Regions from separate parts of the Mus musculus genome. Here region 2 is linked to region 1. The links are chromatin contacts, called in public Hi-C maps. All regions are on one chromosome and are shown on one strand. The core of a region is the stretch at or near the end of the contact, and the rest is flanking DNA. Distances in the headings are between cores, read along the strand shown. Region 1 overlaps En1 (engrailed 1). Region 2 has its middle 36 kb from the start of Gm34641.

Region 1 (3,075 bases), core at 141-2,640:
CACAGACGGGCCTCCTCTTTGTAGTATGAGGAGACTATTACACAGTGAAGCCCTGCGAGCATCAAATCAGACTAGCTACCTGCGGAGGGGAATCCCATGCCCAAAGGAAGAGGTGAAGAGACTCTGGGCCAAAGCTGGGCAGCTTTGCAAACAGTCTGCCACCATTGCAGGCCCTGGTAAGGCCTCTAGTCTTAGACTTTCACAAAAAAAAAAAAAAAAAAAAAAAAAAAAAAAAAAAAAAAAGACCTAGAGGTATAGTTTTGTTCATGGAAGCAGGTTGAACAAGAGGACTCAGTTGGCTGAGCCTGAACAAGCTTAAGCAGCCAGCTGGAGCCTTTGGGGGAAGGGCAGTGAAGGACTGGACTTTCTGACATTGGGGTCGCCTAGAATACATTCAGGGACTCGGCATATCCTCCAGACCAAAGCAAACCTGGACAGCCTGTGCCATACACTCCCTTTCACACTAACATTTGTTGAGCAGTGATGATTACAGTCATAGCTGAGCTTCCCAGGGTTTTGCTCCCACCCTGTACAGCCAGGGTGGTCGCCACACAGTACCTGGATGGGCTCTTTCTCATCCCACAAAGAAGAGGGCAGTCAGCAACTCATGAACACAGTGAACATTTTATTTCAGACTACAGGTTTCTGAACATAATAAAATCTTTGGCTTGTAGCGGCGGTTCAGTCTCGCAGTCTGTGGGGTTGTATTTCTCAAGGAGTCTCCAGAAAAGGAAGGGGATTTACGGGAGGGATAGACAAGACCAATAGAAGAATCCTGGGTGGGTAGAGAAGAGGCGAGGGGCAGACACACAAGGAAACACACTCACACTCACACAAAGAAAAGTCCCAGAGAAACCAGGGCCAGCGTTGGGGGTGCAGGAGGTACCCAGAGAAGCAAAAACATTCAAAGGAAAAGAGCAACGAAAACGAAACTGGGCTGGGGGGGGGGGGTGCAGCAAGGTAGGGAGGAGGGGAAAAATAATTATAATAATTATAATAATTATAACAATAATAAATGAGATTAATAAAAATGTCCAGCAAATAGAGATCGCTACACATATTTGTTTTCCTTACCTGAAATTAAATATATACACGGTCGAAAGCAGTTTGGCTAGATAGAGCTTTAAGGAATTCGCAGTTTCATCTTATACAGTGAGTTAGAGAATAGATGTTTATTTTTCCCCCATAGCACCTGTCCGAGTCTTACTCCCGTTTCAAAAACCGTTTTGTTCCTATGTGAATGTCCACTCGGAGGATTGCTTTCTCTTGCTCGCTTTCTCTGTCGCCCTGATTGATGCCTCCCTCCATAGCGATCGTCTCTGCGTGGGGCTGGTGAAGCGGCAGCCCCGAGGAGCCTGGAGGTGGCACGGGCGCCGTTGGACCGCGGGCCCCGGAGCTGGCCACAGCTACTCGCTCTCGTCTTTGTCCTGAACCGTGGTGGTAGAGTGGTTGTACAGTCCCTGGGCCATGAGGTGCAGCGCCAGGCCGTTCTTGATGCCGGTGGCTTTCTTGATCTTGGCACGCTTGTTTTGGAACCAGATCTTGATCTGGGACTCATTCAGGCTGAGCTCCTGGGCGAGGGTCTGTCGCCGCTGCTCCGTGATATAGCGGTTTGCCTGGAACTCCGCCTTGAGTCTCTGCAGCTGCTCGGCCGTGAACGCCGTCCGCGGCCGCTTGTCTTCCTTCTCGTTCTTTTTCTTCTTTAGCTTCCTGGTGCGTGGACCTGCAGCGGGGAGGACAGGGCCAGGGAGGGGAGGAAGGGGGTCAGGAACAGAGGGAGGGGGAGAGGGCAGAGTAAGCCTTGAGAAAATTGTGTGGAGTACACCGCGGGCGGGGATCCCGAGTTTCCGGGGCGATTGTAGAGGCCAGCTGCTGGGTCCGCTATCTCCATCAAAGAGCCCCTCTCTACACCATTGAGATCTCTAGGCCCCCCTCTGCAGGAGGGACTCGGAAACCAAACAAGCACACTGGCAGGGACTGCAGGGGCCACCCGATTCAAGAAAGATGGAGAACAGACCTAGCTCCCAGTACTGTCCAGCCCAGAAGGCCAACAACAACAACAAAATAGGGCTGGGGGAGCAATTAAAGATACAGTGAGTTCTTGGAGTCCCAAGGTATAACCTAGACTTAGGGTATCACTGAACCAGAATGTCTTCTTAGCCCTGGAATAAATACATCAGTAAGGTCAGGCCCTGGGAAGAATGGCTGATCTCTGATCTACTTTGGTTCTCACTTTATTCTTGGGAAGCTACACACACACACACACACACACACACAGAGAGAGAGAGAGAGAGAGAGAGAGAGAGAGAGAGAGAGAGAGAGAGAGAAGCCTACCTGATTTTCAACATTGACCTCAGAGAGAACAGGGAAGCTGAAATCACCCAACTCCAGAGAATCAGGAATCCCTTTCTGCCTTCTTTTCTTTCTGTTCGACCTGAGGGAAGCTCTTTCAGTAGCGAAGCAGGACACTGCCTGCCCATTCCTATTAGGACTGCTGCCCCTGGTCTATGAGTTTAAGCCTGGGACATTCTATTTAGCTTCTTGGTTGATGTCAGAAAGAAAAAAAAGAAGGACCCTTAGGACTCCTCTCCATGGTGTGGGGCGGGGGAGGAGGTTCTCTTATCTCTTTTCTAAACCTGCCTGCATAATTTCAGGGTGCAAAAGTCTTGAAGTAACACAAACAAATTGGGAAGCCCATGGCTGGTGATAACCCTTCCCTTGCTGTCCCCACCCAGAAGCAAAACAAGGACCAAGAGATGCTGGTGAAAGAAACAATCACAGCGGGGGGGACCTGTGCTATTACCCCAAGATGGGGTGTAGGAAGGCCATTCTCCAAGAGAATGAGGCCTCTCTCAAATGCTAATGTGGAAGGTGGGTATGGGGGTCCAGCCAAGGAGAGAGAACTAGGCTGGACCTTGGCTGGAGGGTTGAAACCTGCTTCGTGGCACTCTTGCTGGGATGTGGGCACTGCTGGCCTCAGTGATAGCTATGGAGGCCGTTCCTGACCTGTCTGTTATTACCTAAAACTATCTGAGAGAGGGGTCTTTGCTGGCATGTGCAAACCTAGTTACTGGA
Region 2 (3,119 bases), core at 77-2,576, 310 kb before region 1:
GAACCAAACTAGGAACCAAAAACCAGTTGCTTTTGTCAAAACTTTGTTCCAGCAATCAGACATATATCTAATACAACTTCTAAACACATTTTATGCAGTCACTATAACTTTAATAGTAAAGCCTGGCCAAACATTACAGGTCACTACCTTTCAAGAACATTAATGGCAGAATTTTAAACACTTTATAAGTAAAACTAAGAGCATATGAAATTGTAACTTCTCAGAAAAAGTTTTCAAAACTTAATATAAATTGGAACTGGAAAGATTGCTCAGTGCCTAACACCACTTACTTCTTAGCCAGAGCACTTGACTTTGGTTCCCAGTTCCTATGTAGCAACTCATAGACACCTATAACTATAGCTTTAGGGGGTATCCAAAACCCTCTTCTGGCCTCATCAGGTAGCTGGACACATGTGCCATGTATGTCCACATATGAATAAATAAAAATAAACATTAATTTAGTTCATCACATTAATAAAATTAAGGAGTAAAGAACATCACTCTCCAAATAGTGGTAAACAGGTACTTAATAATATCCAGCATTTATTGATTTATTTACAATTGTTTTCAAGACAAGAAATAAAAAAAATAATAATAAACAAATTACAAAAGAAGAAAACATAAAGCTGGCCCGTGTTTGAAGTGGCTATACTTTGGTGTATAGAAAATGCAAGAGCATTTGCCAAGAAACTGTCTGAATTAACAAATGAATTCAGAAAGACTTTTGGATGTGGGTTGAATAAAAATAAATTAAACTCCTATATAACAAATAGCATAAAAAATTAGAAAATGTATTTGTTTCATGAATTTCATTAAGATGAAGATATTTATTCCCAGGCTTGAGAATACACTTAACCAACAATGCACAAGCATCCTCTACATCACTCTTTGATCTTTCCTTACCTGGAGTTAGGGTTCTTCTCAGATCACCATGGGTCAGCTAAAAATAGAAAAAAGAACTTGGGTGCTGTATTCAGAAGGGGTTCATGAATGTTGGACAAGTTAAACCACAAACACATGTGTCTCCAGTGGGAAACTGTGAAACTGAGTTTCAGAGACTCTGGTAACAGACAAATCATACCCCTACAACATGTCAGAAAGCAGTCCTAAAAGCAGAAAATGAATTATTCCGAAGGCTGTAAAGAGGCAGACACTTAGACCTTAATTCTGACAGGCATTCTTCCCTCAGGTGATGACTGGCTCCAAGGCCAGGAGAGAGGCACCTCACGCTGAGGGAACAGGTTGCCAGACAGTATCCTAAGGTACCTGGACACAGTCCCACATGGGGGAAGGCTGGGCCTTGACTCCCAGCCAGGAGTCCGGTGGCTTGGCTGGGCCTGGGTGTCTATGATTAGCAGGAGGCACCATCCACACACTATCTCTCTGCAGCACCATCTGCAGCTGCCTTCTGCATTTGGCTCAAGGTCAGCATTGCCCGTCACTGGCCTTCTGTAAGCAAGACTTGGAGAAAGCCAGATTTGACACTTGGCTGCTCTCCTTAAAGTTGGAAGGGCCAGCTTAGTCAAGAAATGACAAATAGATGGATAGATAGATAGATAGATAGATAGATAGATAGATAGATAGATAGATAGATAGGTAGGTAGGTAGGTAGGTAGATAGATAGATAGATAGATAGATAGATAGATAGATAGATAGATAGACAGATAGATGTGGCAGGATGCTTTACAAAGCTTCACAGAAAGTTCCTGTGACCCCAAGGTTAATAAATCATATTCTAGAAGCTTTAGAGGTTAGGTGTGTGTTTGTGTGTGTGTGTGTGTGTGTGTGAGTGTGTGTATAAGCCAAAGGTTGATGTCAGGTATCTTCTTCAATTCCTCTTCACCTTATTTTCTTTAACTTTTTTATTTCAATGTTCTTTTAGACAATAGATATCGATTATGTTACCCCTTCCCCACCTCCCCCGAGATCTTCTTTTAGACAGAGTCTTATACTGATGCCGGAGCTCACCAATTCTGCTAACCTAACAGGTCTGCAAGCTCCACCTCCCCAGTACTGAGAACCTGTAGGGATAATCTCTTTTGTACTATGTGGAAGCATTTCCTGCCAATAAAAACACTCTGGCCCTTTAGGAAAGGGTGGAATAGAAGGTGGGATATCCAGCAGGGAGAGTGAAACTCTGGGAGATAAACAGGCATGGGAAGAGAGATTTGTGACCTGGAATTAGAGAAAGCCAGATGTATAAAACTGGCCATGTGGCAGACAGAATAGTTTAAACAGGTTGAGTTATGAGCTAGTTGGGTAACAAGCCTAGTTAAGGCCTATTATTAATAAATAATAGCCTACAAGTCATTATTTGGGAGCTGGGGTTTGGGTGGAAAAACCCATGGTTATAAGCATGCTCCACAGTCCACGTTTTATGTGGGTGCTGGAATTCTGACCTCTGGTTTTCACCAGAGTTTAGTGGTTGTATGGCAAGCGCTTTATAGACTGAGCTATCTCCCTGGCACGACGAGTTGTTTCTCAAGTCTGTATAATTCAGAAAAAAAAAGCAACAAAGAAAAGAAAAAAATTGCTTTTTCCTAAATATTGAAGGCATGTTAGAAAGTCAAGGAGTCACTAGTTAACGCTGGCTGAGGTTAGATGTGTCTGAACCTTCCCTGTTGTTGTGTGAACATGGACCCAGCAGACGGTGGGGGGGCGTGGTTCTACATATCTGATGTTACAAGGAGATGCCAAGACAAAAGGTATGTCTTAGAGGAATTCTATACATCATCCTGAAGGAAGCAGAATGGACCAGACCAGCAAACTAAATGGATCACTGGTTAGCTATGGGCTGGTTTCTCTCTGTGTGTGTCTCTGTGTCTCTCTGTTTCTGTCTCTCTGTATGTGTGTATGTATGTGTGTGTGTTGTATGTTTTAAAAAAAATGTGTTCTATTCTACATCCCAACAGTATATTGGCTGCAACCATGGTGTTTGAGCCTCACTTTTACTGTGGAGTATTGTGTTCTTCAGAGCACCAGTCTATGGCTCTTTTGCTGAGTCTCTCACACCTGAGTCCTCAACCTGTCCTGGCTATGACATCCTGACTTTGCTTGCTTCTCAGTGTGTGTTTCCCAGACCTTGTGCTGCATGGCAATATTATATCTGCCTCCACCAG

Evidence for each region. Hi-C and Micro-C count contacts between places; a contact is called where the count stands out from the background.
Region 2: a Hi-C map of cerebellum shows a contact between it and region 1, with 2.3 times the contacts expected there. The contact joins two enhancer-like sites. A contact is called at or near these places in 3 of 39 promoter capture datasets (the 3T3-L1 cell line and liver), 1 of 15 datasets of contacts at CTCF or cohesin (the NIH/3T3 cell line), 1 of 484 Hi-C or Micro-C datasets (cerebellum), 5 of 115 datasets of contacts at active chromatin or transcription factors (the NIH/3T3 cell line, differentiating embryonic stem cells, embryonic hindbrain and 2 more) and 1 of 9 other capture datasets (pancreatic islet).

What each region holds. Positions count from the first base shown.
Region 1 is chr1:120,605,521-120,608,595 of GRCm38.p6, reverse strand. It overlaps En1 (engrailed 1), which reads right to left. Exons shown (of 2, transcript NM_010133.2): 2 at 605-1,723. The coding sequence ends at 1,407. It overlaps Gm34352 (a long non-coding RNA gene), which reads left to right. Exons shown (of 5, transcript XR_387333.2): 5 at 1-185. Among named protein-coding and RNA genes, the nearest start is that of En1, 4.6 kb to the right of the region's middle. Within about 2 kb of position 1,390, at least 14 of the 459 cell types and tissues checked have an H3K27ac peak or open chromatin away from gene starts, as enhancers often do. A contact at or near this core is called in cerebellum, where this site is marked.
Region 2 is chr1:120,919,963-120,923,081 of GRCm38.p6, reverse strand. No RefSeq gene overlaps it. Among named protein-coding and RNA genes, the nearest start is that of Gm34641, 36 kb to the left of the region's middle. Within about 2 kb of position 1,326, at least 1 of the 459 cell types and tissues checked has an H3K27ac peak or open chromatin away from gene starts, as enhancers often do. A contact at or near this core is called in cerebellum, where this site is marked.